Regions from separate parts of the Mus musculus genome. Here regions 1 and 3 are each linked to region 2. Evidence: chromatin contacts called from public HiChIP or PLAC-seq and Micro-C data. All regions are on one chromosome and are shown on one strand. Each heading gives the region's core, a stretch centred on a gene start, on an enhancer-like site or on the middle of the called end of the contact. The rest is flanking DNA. Distances are from core to core; before and after follow the strand shown.

The links. A called contact is a pair of places that touch in the nucleus more often than the background predicts. HiChIP or PLAC-seq counts read pairs in DNA pulled down with a chosen protein or histone mark.
Region 1: a Micro-C map of embryonic stem cells shows a contact between it and region 2, with 2.0 times the contacts expected there. The contact joins the promoter of Rab12 here to the promoter of Twsg1 in region 2. A contact is called at or near these places in 1 of 39 promoter capture datasets (the C10 cell line), 3 of 484 Hi-C or Micro-C datasets (CD4 T cells, CD8 T cells and embryonic stem cells) and 3 of 115 datasets of contacts at active chromatin or transcription factors (embryonic stem cells and pancreatic cancer cells).
Region 3: a contact with region 2 is called in an H3K27ac HiChIP or PLAC-seq map of embryonic stem cells, with 2.8 times the contacts expected there. The contact joins the enhancer-like site here to the promoter of Twsg1 in region 2. A contact is called at or near these places in 1 of 39 promoter capture datasets (hippocampal neurons), 1 of 15 datasets of contacts at CTCF or cohesin (large pre-B cells), 7 of 484 Hi-C or Micro-C datasets (cerebellar granule neurons, cerebral cortex, cortical neurons and 1 more) and 7 of 115 datasets of contacts at active chromatin or transcription factors (astrocytes, embryonic stem cells, extraembryonic endoderm stem cells and 3 more).

What each region holds. Positions count from the first base shown.
Region 1 is chr17:66,518,329-66,521,872 of GRCm38.p6, reverse strand. Rab12 (RAB12, member RAS oncogene family) reads left to right here and starts at 2,203. Exons shown (of 6, transcript NM_024448.2): 1 at 2,203-2,525. The coding sequence starts at 2,303. It overlaps Gm41608 (a long non-coding RNA gene), which reads right to left. Exons shown (of 3, transcript XR_876914.3): 1 at 2,928-3,544.
Region 2 is chr17:65,949,044-65,952,798 of GRCm38.p6, reverse strand. It overlaps Twsg1 (twisted gastrulation BMP signaling modulator 1), which reads left to right and starts at 1,612. Exons shown (of 5, transcript NM_023053.3): 1 at 1,612-1,732.
Region 3 is chr17:66,477,947-66,481,525 of GRCm38.p6, reverse strand. No RefSeq gene overlaps it. Among named protein-coding and RNA genes, the nearest start is that of Gm41608, 27 kb to the left of the region's middle. RefSeq lists an enhancer at 1-3,130. Within about 2 kb of position 2,020, at least 124 of the 459 cell types and tissues checked have an H3K27ac peak or open chromatin away from gene starts, as enhancers often do. A contact at or near this core is called in cerebral cortex, cortical neurons, embryonic stem cells and 3 more, where this site is marked.

The sequences.
Region 1 (3,544 bases), core at 954-3,453, 570 kb before region 2:
TGAAATTCTATCCTTGGCATCACTGGGAACTGGGAATCATGTTCAATGAAATAAACCAGATACAGAAAGATAAGCGCCATACAATCTTACTCATACGTGGATTCCAAAATAACCTTCACCTCATAGAAGGGCATAGTATAGAGCTGGGACAGCAGAGCTGGGGGACAACAGAGGTTGATCAATGAGTACAAAGTCATATTAATAGTATGGCCAGAGCTGAAAGTCCCTGACATATCATTGCACAGTACATTGGTTATAGGTGGCAGTATACTATTCATTTCAAAAGCTAAAGTCAAGGACTTTCAGTGTTTTTACCATGAAGATAGAACAAATGTCCCATGATATATGTTTAATTATTTTAATTAGATCTGATTTAAATATTATTTAAATATTAATGGTGTATGCATCAAAATGGTACCGCCATGGTTCTCTGTTAGTATGCATAGCTATATCTGTCTATTAAAATAAATATATTTTAAAAGTATTCACCAAAGTACAAATGGTACAACCAGAGGGTCTTTTGATAATTCCCCACTTTGTGAAATACAAACCCTTGTTTTCCATGGTTGTGCTGTCTCCCGATCTCTCGGACCTCCCTAGAGTTTCTTCTTCAGCTTCTACCTTTTCTACAGGGGAGCCCCTGGGTTCTGTTCTCACTCTTCTGGATCAGGCTTTTTCCATGTGAGCTAAAGTACTATCAACTGGAGGCCCTTTGGCATGATGGGGGAATAATTGTAAGGCAGGATATGAGAGCACCCCTTTTATTACACAGTCTGGGGCTTAAGAACGAGCACAAAGTCAGCCACCTTTCTTTATATAGTTATCTGTGATGACTTTGTTCACATTCATTCATTCATTCGTCCCTGTAATACTGGCTTTCTGGTATGTGCCAAAGTGCTGAAGCATCCTGGAGTAACCTTGATAATTGGCTTAAAGACGCAAACAAGCATGGAACCCGAGTCCTGTGGATTTCTTTCCAAACTCCCCCATTTAAGACATCCACTATTCTGGTACATTATAGACCTGCCTATGGGGGAAGAGATACTATTTTGGATGCCAGGGTCTTTAACCTTACAAGTTATGCAGAGTCACCTGCCTACTAGGAACAGTTGAATACCTTGCATTTATATCATCCTTTGGAGTCTGCAACAGGGTGTATGGCTTATTGTTTTGTTGTTCTTTTGTATTGACGTTTTTGCAACAGTGATAGATGAAAAGAGTCTTTTCATTCATTCCCATGTGAGCCTCTAGGTTCCATCCCCAGTACCGCCAAGAAAAAAAGAACGATAATTTAGAATAGGCTATAACATTTTTAAAAATCCAATTGGGATTACTTTTGCAAAATAATGTGATTTCTTCAACTGTGCATCCATGGCAAAACAAACGCATGCGCTATGTATTAGTAAACTTAGCTCTAAATACGGCTGAAATTTGGTGAGTAATGTGATCATTCTTCGCAAGCATGCCAGCTCCTATCATGTTTAGAACCCTGTGTTCCGAGGTGCTCAAGTTCACGCAAAGGAATTTGCTAAATAAATCCCTGGCAAGCTTCTGTAGCCGTAAATACTTTCAAGTAGAAATGGCAAAATAACACACCCAAGTCAGTACCTAAACCTTCGGAGTTTAGGTCGCTTGTCATCTGAGTTTTTACCTGCTGGCTTCCCCTAAGGTGCATGTCACTCACTGAATTTTACGAACTGTAAGTCTGAGGAAGACTTTTAAGATCCATTTAAGATAGCTGATTCCTCGGGGCCCCACAGGAAAAGTGCACGCAGAGGTGCGGCCCTGCCAGGGTACGTGGGCTTCCTCCAAAGTGGCGTTCACACCCTAACCCCGCGTGGGCCAGACCGAGACCCCCAGCACCCAAACACCCTAAATTCTGGAAGATGATCACAGGCTATATGCACTTTGAGACACGTTTGGGACGGGCTGCTAAAAAGAAGTGTGTGGTTCTTGGGAACGGTGCACGATGAGGATAAACCACGAGTGAAAGTGCGCCGAGTGGGGAGGGCCGAGGGAACAGGGGTGACGGAGAGCGACCCACACATAACATACACCCCACGGAGCGGAGCGCACGGCTCGGTCCTCCGACCGACAGGGGGCGGGCTCCAGTCCCGCGTGGCGCCGCGCCTGCGCTTCCTGCCCCTCCCGGTCCGGGATGCTGCTACCGCTGCTGCGGAGAAGCTGCTTCCCTTCCTCTACTCCCGGCGGCGGCGGCGGCGGCGGTAGCGCGGAGCGGGTGGAGGGTGCGCGGGGGCCCGGGGCGCGCGGACGGCGGCCCGAGCGCGAGCCGTATGCGTGCATGGATCCCAGCGCCGCGCTGCACCGGCGGCCCGCGGGCGGCAGCCTGGGCGCGGTCTCCCCGGCGCTGTCGGGCGGCCAGGCCCGCCGGAGGAAGCAGCCCCCCAGGCCGGCCGACTTCAAGCTGCAGGTCATCATCATCGGCTCCCGCGGCGTGGGCAAGACCAGCCTGATGGAGCGCTTCACCGACGACACGTTCTGCGAGGCCTGCAAGTCCACCGTGGGTACGCCGGGCCTGTGGCGGGTGGGCCTGGGGGAGGTCGGGGCCCGGTCCCTGTCCCCATGGAAGCTCTGACCCTCTCCCAGGGCCTCAACGAATCATCCTACGGATGCCCGGGCATACCCGCCGTGGGCACATCTGGCATCCGAGCCGCGCACAGCCCAGGTCTCCGTGGAAGCCCGACCCTCTCTTGTGGCCAGACCGAGCTTTTCCGTGGCCTTTCCGCGGGTGTCGGACCCCCGAAGCCCAAACATTCCCTCCCGGAGCCTTCACCAGTCATGAGGTCCGGGTGATGCATCCGCGGAAACTCCCGGTCCGTTACTCCTGCTCACCCAGGAAAACGGCTTTGTGAACCGAAAGTAGAGCTGAAGGCCACCCACCAGTGCAGTGCCCCGGGGTTACTCACCATCTTAAATGGGTCCGGACCTCGCAGCTTTGCAGGCTGGAGGGATGGACCAAGGTTTGCTTTCTCATTTTCTGTCTATTTTCGTGGTTTACAGAAAAGAAGTTTGTTGCAGAGACAGTTCGCGCTAAAGCTACACTCGGGTTTCTTTCTTGTTCTGTGCACAAATGTAGGGCAAAGGGATTTCAGCTGTGTTTATCCTTGACCTCAAATAACCGGGTGGATAGGCGGGCAAAGTAAGGGCGATTTCCCGGCACCCACCCGAGGTCGGTGAATTACCGGGAAATCCATAGGTAACGCTCCTGTTACCTTCCTCGGGATCTGGGTTTGAAACTGCAAGGGAATGTTTTTAGTGACACTGGATTGACAGGGCTTGACATAGAGGTTTGTTGGGGTTATGGGAAACAGTTGTGACCATGGAAAAGCTACCTGGAAAACTCTCATTTGGGGTGGCTTATAGAAAAAGGGGGTGAGCAGGAGGGACTGGACAGAGTGACAAAAAATCTAGCGTTCTCCCTGAATCCTAGCCCCAAGGAGAGGAAGGTGGATCTCTGATTTCGAGGCCAGCCTGGTCTGTCTACACAGTGAGTTCCAGGACAGCCAGGGCTATGCAGAGAGAC
Region 2 (3,755 bases), core at 363-2,862:
TTTCAACAGTATAGAATCCTGTGAACAAGAGGTTTGGGAGTCAGTGATCTACAATAGCATTTTAAATGGTTGGACTAGCCCACTGATGTAGTGGATCGTAATCTCTGTAACTCATAAATAATGCTGAGAATAAGATCCGTAAAATTTAATAGGTGTAGACCCTTGTTTTCTTAGGGTAGTTTTCAGGGGAGCTTCATTTAATGTGTGGGATGTATATGCACCTATTAGTGTGTGCATATGTGCATGGCTGGTGTATAACATACTCTTATGTCATCCTATATTTAAAATAGTGTGTACACATGTATGTATGTATATGCACGCGCACCCAAGCGTGTGTATGTGCACTTGTGCACATGTGTGTGCACACACGTGTATATATGTGCGTGTGTGTGTATGTGTGTACTTGCATGTGTGTGTGTGTGTGTTTGCACTCCTTCTGTGGCACACATGTGGAGATCAGAAGATGACTTGCAAGAATTGGCTCTCTACTTCCACCTTGTGGATCTTGAGGCTTGACTATAAGGCTTGGTGGCAGCTAAATATAAGGTCATCAGGTTTGGTGACAGATGTCCTTATGAGCTGAACCACCACCTTGGGTGGCTTTCTTACTTTTGATTTTCCTAAACAGGGTTTCTCATGGCACCTGGAGCTTTAGTGAACCCAGAAATCCTCCTATGTCTACCTCCTTCTAGGGCTGGGTTTCATATATCAACCCCTGTGCCTGACATATGAACATATGGGCATATGAATCTGAACCCTGGTCTTTTACTAACTGATCCATCTACTCAGCCCCCGATTTTTAAAGAAAACCTATGCTTACTTTACAAAATGTATTAATACCAGCACTATGACCCACATTAGCTAGTAATTTATTACTATCCATCTCAGCCAATTTTTTCTAGGCTGCTGCCTCCCAGTAAACCAAGGAGAGTTTAAGACACTTCCTAGGTTAAGAAAGGGTTTGACACTAGGCCATTGCTCCCAAAGTGAACTGGCCATGTGGGCTCCAACTCAATGGCTGTGGAATATTGCTGGAAAAGCAATGGTTATGGTAAAGACCTAAATGTACTTTATTTGTGGGCTACTGGTGGGATAAGCCCCATCTTCCTAAAGTTCAAGACTCAATGACTGGTCAAGCCAATACTGACCTGACCTCCGTTCCAACTGAGGCTTCTTCCAGTTGGTCTCCCTCCCATACCTAGTGACATTCCTGAGCAGGATTCACTGCTGCCTTCTCTCCTTTTTGGCAGTGCCAGGCTTAACATTTTTATGAATTAGTGACTGAAGTGTGGGACAGATCCGTATCCAGTGATCCCTAGGTGCTTAAACACGTATTTAAAATGAACCTTGCCTCGCACGTCAAGTATCAGTCCTGTTCTATTCATCTGCCCTGTGCCTCATTCTTATATCCAGTAAGGAGGACAAATCAGCTTTGTGGCAGAGCTGCTGAACCGAACCGCAGGGCACAGCGGCTGGCAGCAGAGGTAAGCCGCCCAACAGGTGGCAGCAGACCAGACGGCTGATGGGCGGGGCCCGGCTCCGCGAGAGGCCGGAGCGCACACACCTGGGGGCGTGGCCGAGGGCGTGCCCAGCCCGGGCTCCAGGGGGCGTGGCCTGCAGCCCGGCGCGGGCCTGGGAGCGGCCGGGGACAGCGCGGGCCTGTGTGTCCGCGGCGCCGGGGTTCGCGGGAGCTGCTTGGAGGCTCGGCGGCCGGGAGGAGGCCGGGGCCACGGTGAGCGAGCTCGGGCGCGCGGGCGGGCGGCATCTAGGAAGCCAGGCCGCGGCGCTCGGCGGGGATGCGGGCGCCGAGAGGCCCGAACGGCGGGGACAAAGGGCCGCGGTGCCACCGCCTTCGGAACCTCGGGTCCGGGCGCTGGTGTGGGGTGTCGCGCTCCTCCCCCGCGGTCACCTGGATTCCCGGAGGACGGCGGGAAGACGCTCGGGGCAGCCGGGGGTGTCTGTGGGTCCCCGCGGCCGGCAGCGGCGACGGGGCCGCACCGGCTGTGGGCAGGATGCCCAGGGAGCCGGCTGGGTCCGCAGGGAGCGGGCGAGAAAATGGGATTACTAACGGTTCCCCGCCGGCGGGCAGGAGCTCTGGACTTTCTGTTTCAGAACGGAGTCATACCCCATGCAGAGCCTGTGGTGTAGCGCCATCTCCTAGTTTTGTAACCAGCAGGGTCCACTTTCTAACCGGCCCTACATCAAAATTGTATTTTATTGTTTTGAGGGGATTTATTTTGACTCCTTTAAAATAAAATGCATGCGTCTGTATGCGTATGCACACTTTTCGTCTTGGCACTGCTATAGGGGCCAGAAGAGGGCATTGGATGCCCCAGAGCTGGGCTTGCTGACCCTTGTGCCCTGCCAGTGTGGGTGCTGGGAACCGAACTCGGGTCCTCTACAAGAGTAGCAAGTGCTCTTAAGACATTGAGCCATCTCTCTAGCCCCTTATTTTTATCGTTAATTTATCTAACTTGGAAGTAAAGCTGGCCTGCAGTTCATTATCCTCCTGCCTTGCTTGCCAAATGCTGGGATCACAGGCGTGTCTCATCAGGCCCAGCTATTATTTAATTGATTTTGTTGGGAATTTGTGTTTTAGCCTTAAGAAATTATATCTTTAAAATTTTAGTGGGTGCGCGAGCGTGTTTATGCGCACACAAGCATACCTGTGCACCTGCGCCATGGTGTGTATGCCAAAGGACAACTTTGGAGGGAGGCAATTCTCTTCCTTTTTTTTTTTTTTTTTTTTCCTGGTTTTTCGAGGCAGGGTTTCTCTGTGTAGCCCTGGATGTCCTGGAACTCACTCTGTAGACCAGGCTGGCCTCGAACTCAGAAATCCGCCAACCTCTGCCTCCCAAGTAGAACTTAGGCTTTCAGGCATGTCAGGCAAGTGTTGTTAGCCACCTAGCTATCTTGCCAGCCCCCACTTATAACCCCTGTGAGAATTTGTGCTGGTGCCCCTCTGTTTTCTTTCTGTACTGTGATACTTCTTAAGAACAGAAGAATCTACCGTACTAACAGAATATCTTCCCATTTACCTACAATTCTTAATGCAGTTAAGAATGGTTGTGGTTCCTGCGCCTCTCCCCCAAGTCCTTTACCAACAAAGTGAGATAATCACCAGAATAATTTTCCTTCACAGTTTTGCTTTGATGCTCAGATTTTGAACATTGGAGCTGAAGGTGTAGTTCATGGTAGAAACCTTGCCTCACACACGCGAGGCCCTGGATTTCATCTCCAGCTGCACGTGTGAGCACCTACAGGGTGCTTTAACGTAACGCAGAAGTAATAGCTTTAAAGATGTATTTTTATTGTTTTTAATTATGTGTGTGTGAGCGTGTGTTCCGTGTTCAGGTGCCCCAGGAAGTCATAGGGTTCAGCGCCCCTCCCCCCGAAGCTAAAGTTACAGGTGATTTCGAGCTGTCCCAGATAGGTGCTGGGAACCAAACTCAAGTCTTCTGAAACTGCAGTAACATACTCCTAACCACTAAAACCATCTCTCCAGCCCCGGTGTGGGTGGGGCTGGCCTTGAACATGCCTCCTGAGTCCCTGCCTCCTGAATCCCTGCCTCCTGAGTCCCTGCCTCCTGAGTACCGGAATTTAAAAAGGCCTGCACCACCACACCTGGCAGTATTATTAGTTCTTACATAAATTATTTTAAATTGAATATGATGTTGAAACTTGAGTTGTAGCGCTACAGTTGGATCCTTTCGGATGGCTGGGACCTCAGCAGTGTTAACTAGGATTTTAATCAT
Region 3 (3,579 bases), core at 771-3,270, 530 kb before region 2:
TGCCTGACTCACTATAAAAGGGGCCACTTGGCCCCTCCTCACTCTGTTGCTTTCTTGCCTTCTTTCTCCCCATTCCCTGCCCCCCCTCCATCCCCATGTCTCCATGTACTCATTGCTTATGGCCGGCCTCTACTTCTCCCCCCACCTTTCCCTCTCCTCTCCTCTTCCTTTTGCTGCCTCTACTACCCTCTTAACTCCCTTCCCCATGTCCTTAATAAACTCTATTCTATACTATCCCGTCATGTGCTGGTCCCTCAGGGGGAAGGGATGCCTCAGCATGGGCCGCCAAGGCACCTCCTTTCCCCATACCTGACTACACCTCCATAAAACATACTGCCCCCCCCCCCTTTATCTTTTTATAAACACATTCTGTTCACATTCATGAGATTCCCCTGCCTCTCAGCCTGGCGGTTGGTGTGTGATGTAATTACTCCTAAGACACTTGGGGATGGGCCTGATGGCAGGTGTGTCCTGAAGGTGTAAATGAGTGTCTGAATGGATGGTGACTGGTGATCAATTGTGTCTGCCAAGGAGGGAAGCAAGCAAGAAAGGAAATTCCGTGTGCAGTAATGTGACTTTGTGGGTACAAGGATCAATTTAAATCGGCAGTGTACGCTTACTGTTTGGGAAATCTGCCTTGGCGTACTTCAATAACAATTCACACAGACAAGCGTCACTACCGTACTGTAGTGAGCATTTAGCGTTAATTGCCTTACAGAAGCATGTTGCTCCCATACAAAATGACAAATGTCACAGCTACGCTTTAACCTATTAGTATAAATTAAATCATAAACAGCGACAGTCGCGGGTGGATCAGTGGCACTGAGCAATCTATGAGGGAACGGGAGGCTGGGGGCTGGTCACACTGGCTGCAGGCCATCTGCGCTGATGAGGGGAGGTCAGCCTGTACCAGTGCACAGGGTCGCCTCAATGCTAAGGACTCGATAAAAATTCTCTCCTCCTCCAGTCCTCCTGAATTTTACCAAGGAAAGCAGCCCTGCTGATGTGGGGGAGACTAGCAGAGACTGGAAGCCACACCCTTTCCCAAGACCAATTTGCACTTGCAGCTGGGCTCCTGACCTCCGGAGACTGCCAGCTAATCGGATCACGTTGAACCAGGGCGGGGAGGCCCTGGGACCCATCAGATAGGCAATACTGGGCTCTCCAAGCCACAGTAACTTCTGCCCAGGAGGAGCCTGTTTAAGCCGAGAAGAACCCGCCCAGACACACACACAACCCCCTCCCAAAAAAGAGGCTAACTTTGTTTTGAAAGTCATCCTAAAATGCCCTCCTTAGGATTATGACTTTGCGTAGGCCCTTTTGGTTTGTGACTGACAACCTCCGATTTGACCACTTTATTTTTATCGCCGTACCACAGATTCTTCAGGTTAGCGTTGAATTTGAGTTAGGCTACGACGAAAACAAAGAGTTGGCCTCCCAGTTCAGCTTTGCTAATTGAAATGTGAAAACAAGAGTAAGAAGGCAGGACAATAGGGGTCCGGGCTAAACCTTTATTCTACAGCTCCCGCAACAGCCGCGCCTTTCTTTGTCCCTCTAGACACCCGTAGGCTCAGTGACTTCAGAGGGAAGGCTCCAGCTGTATGCAAAGCGCAGGGTCGGAGGTGGAGGCTGTGGCAAAGGGTGCTGTGTGCCGTACTGGATTTCCATATCAATAGCTGCCTATTCTGTCTTCCTTTCTGTTTCTTCCCCCACTTCTTGGTTAAGGATGACCTTGAACGGCCTATCTTCCCCCACCCTCCTAACCCCCCACCCCCGCTTCCAAGTGCTGAATTTACAGGCTTCTGTCACAACTCCCCGTTTTGGATGAATTTATTCTCAAAGGAGCTTGCGAAACAAGCGGATTTTGGTCACCTGATGTCTGAACCAGGGACTCCAAGATAGAGGGAAAGTGACTTATCTAGGATCCATGGCTTCTAACCAGCAGAATGGAAACTCCCTTCAGAGACTCTCATACAGTCTTGGCCCACAACCTACATGCAGCCTGGTGGGTTCGTACAGCTCCTCGGAGCATGCGTGCGCTGAGGCTGCCTAAGCGGGCGAGCACAGCTCCTCGGAGCATGCGTGGGCTGAGGCACGCTAGTCTTGCTTTCCTCCTTTCTCCACTGTCTGTCATGCTCTCCCTCTGTCACCTGTCCTCTAGGAGTGTGGTTTGGAGAGCTGATCCACGCTTCCCTGCCCTCTTGTCTTTGTGAGGGAAGGAGGTCGGTGGTACCAGGAGCGCTGAGGCCTGAGGTCTCTATACACTGTTTTAGAGGGGACAGGGGGGTACAAGCGATACGGAGGAGGAGAGAATGAGTCCAGAGGACAGCTTGGAACAGAGCCGGCTGGGCGTCAGTTCCGCCAAGCCTCAGAAAGGAGACGAATGCAATGGTTTTCCTTTTTTGATGGTCCAATATTGAGGCAGGTTAAGGGATATCAGGGAAAGCTTTTTCCAGAGCCTGCTGGTCTCCAAAGGGCTTTCATTGATAATCACTAGAGGCTGGAAAGGGCACGGCGGTTAAGGGAAGCGATTGCCCTACAGAGAGCCTGACTCAGTCCCCAGCACCCATGTCAGGCAGCTCACAACCACCGATATAACTCCATCTCCAAAGGATCTGACCCTTCTGGCCTCTGATTGGCACCTGTACTCACATACACAGACATACTCAAACAGACAGGCATACACGCATACCACCATACCCGTCTCTTCTTTTAATTGACAAACAATAATTGTGCATGGGCATGTATGTATCACACGATTTTTTTTTTTAAACACAGTCATGTTTTAAAAGATTTATGTATTTTTACTAACGTGTATGTGCATGCATCTGTGTGAATTTTATGTGTACCATTTCATGAAGGTGCCTGTGCAGACCGGAGGGTGGCAGATGTCCTGACACTGGAGTCATAAGTGATTGGGAGTCACCTCATGTGATGGGCTAGGGTCCTCCCTTAGGTCTTCTGCAAGAGCTAGACTCACTCTTAGCTACTTTGAGGGCCTGCCAGCGACACCCGCTCTCTGGGTAGAATGCAATGAAACAGTCTATTTCTAGTCTGCAGATAGATGATGACATGTGGCCTCTGTAATCCACCGTAGGAAAAAGATTACCGTGCACACACTGGTTCTGTGTGAGCCAAAGTATCCTGCTCTAAGTTTTCATCAGCTAAATTGATCTTCATCTTTGGGTGGTTTACGTTTGTAAATGTGGCAAGTGCTAGTAGTGATAGACTTCTCAGCTTGAATAATGTGGAGAAAAGAGTGAGGTTTTTGCACTTATAAATGAGAAATGGGAGTGGTACAAGTCTCTCAAGCAACGTAAGATAAGATGTGAAACATTCAAGTTGGTAGTTGACCCCATTTTATTTGATTGAGAAAATACTTCATTATAAAATATTTTAACCCTTCATTTTCCTCCTGTAAGTAGCTATTTTCTCTTTATAAAATGGGAAAGGAAATTTGAAAAAAAATTCCAAATTCAGGAGGTAAGCCATTTCACCTTGAAATGGCCACCAAGCATCCCATGGTGTGAACAGGACTCTGGAGCATTGCTTCTGCAAGAAAGGCAACTCTGTGTTTTT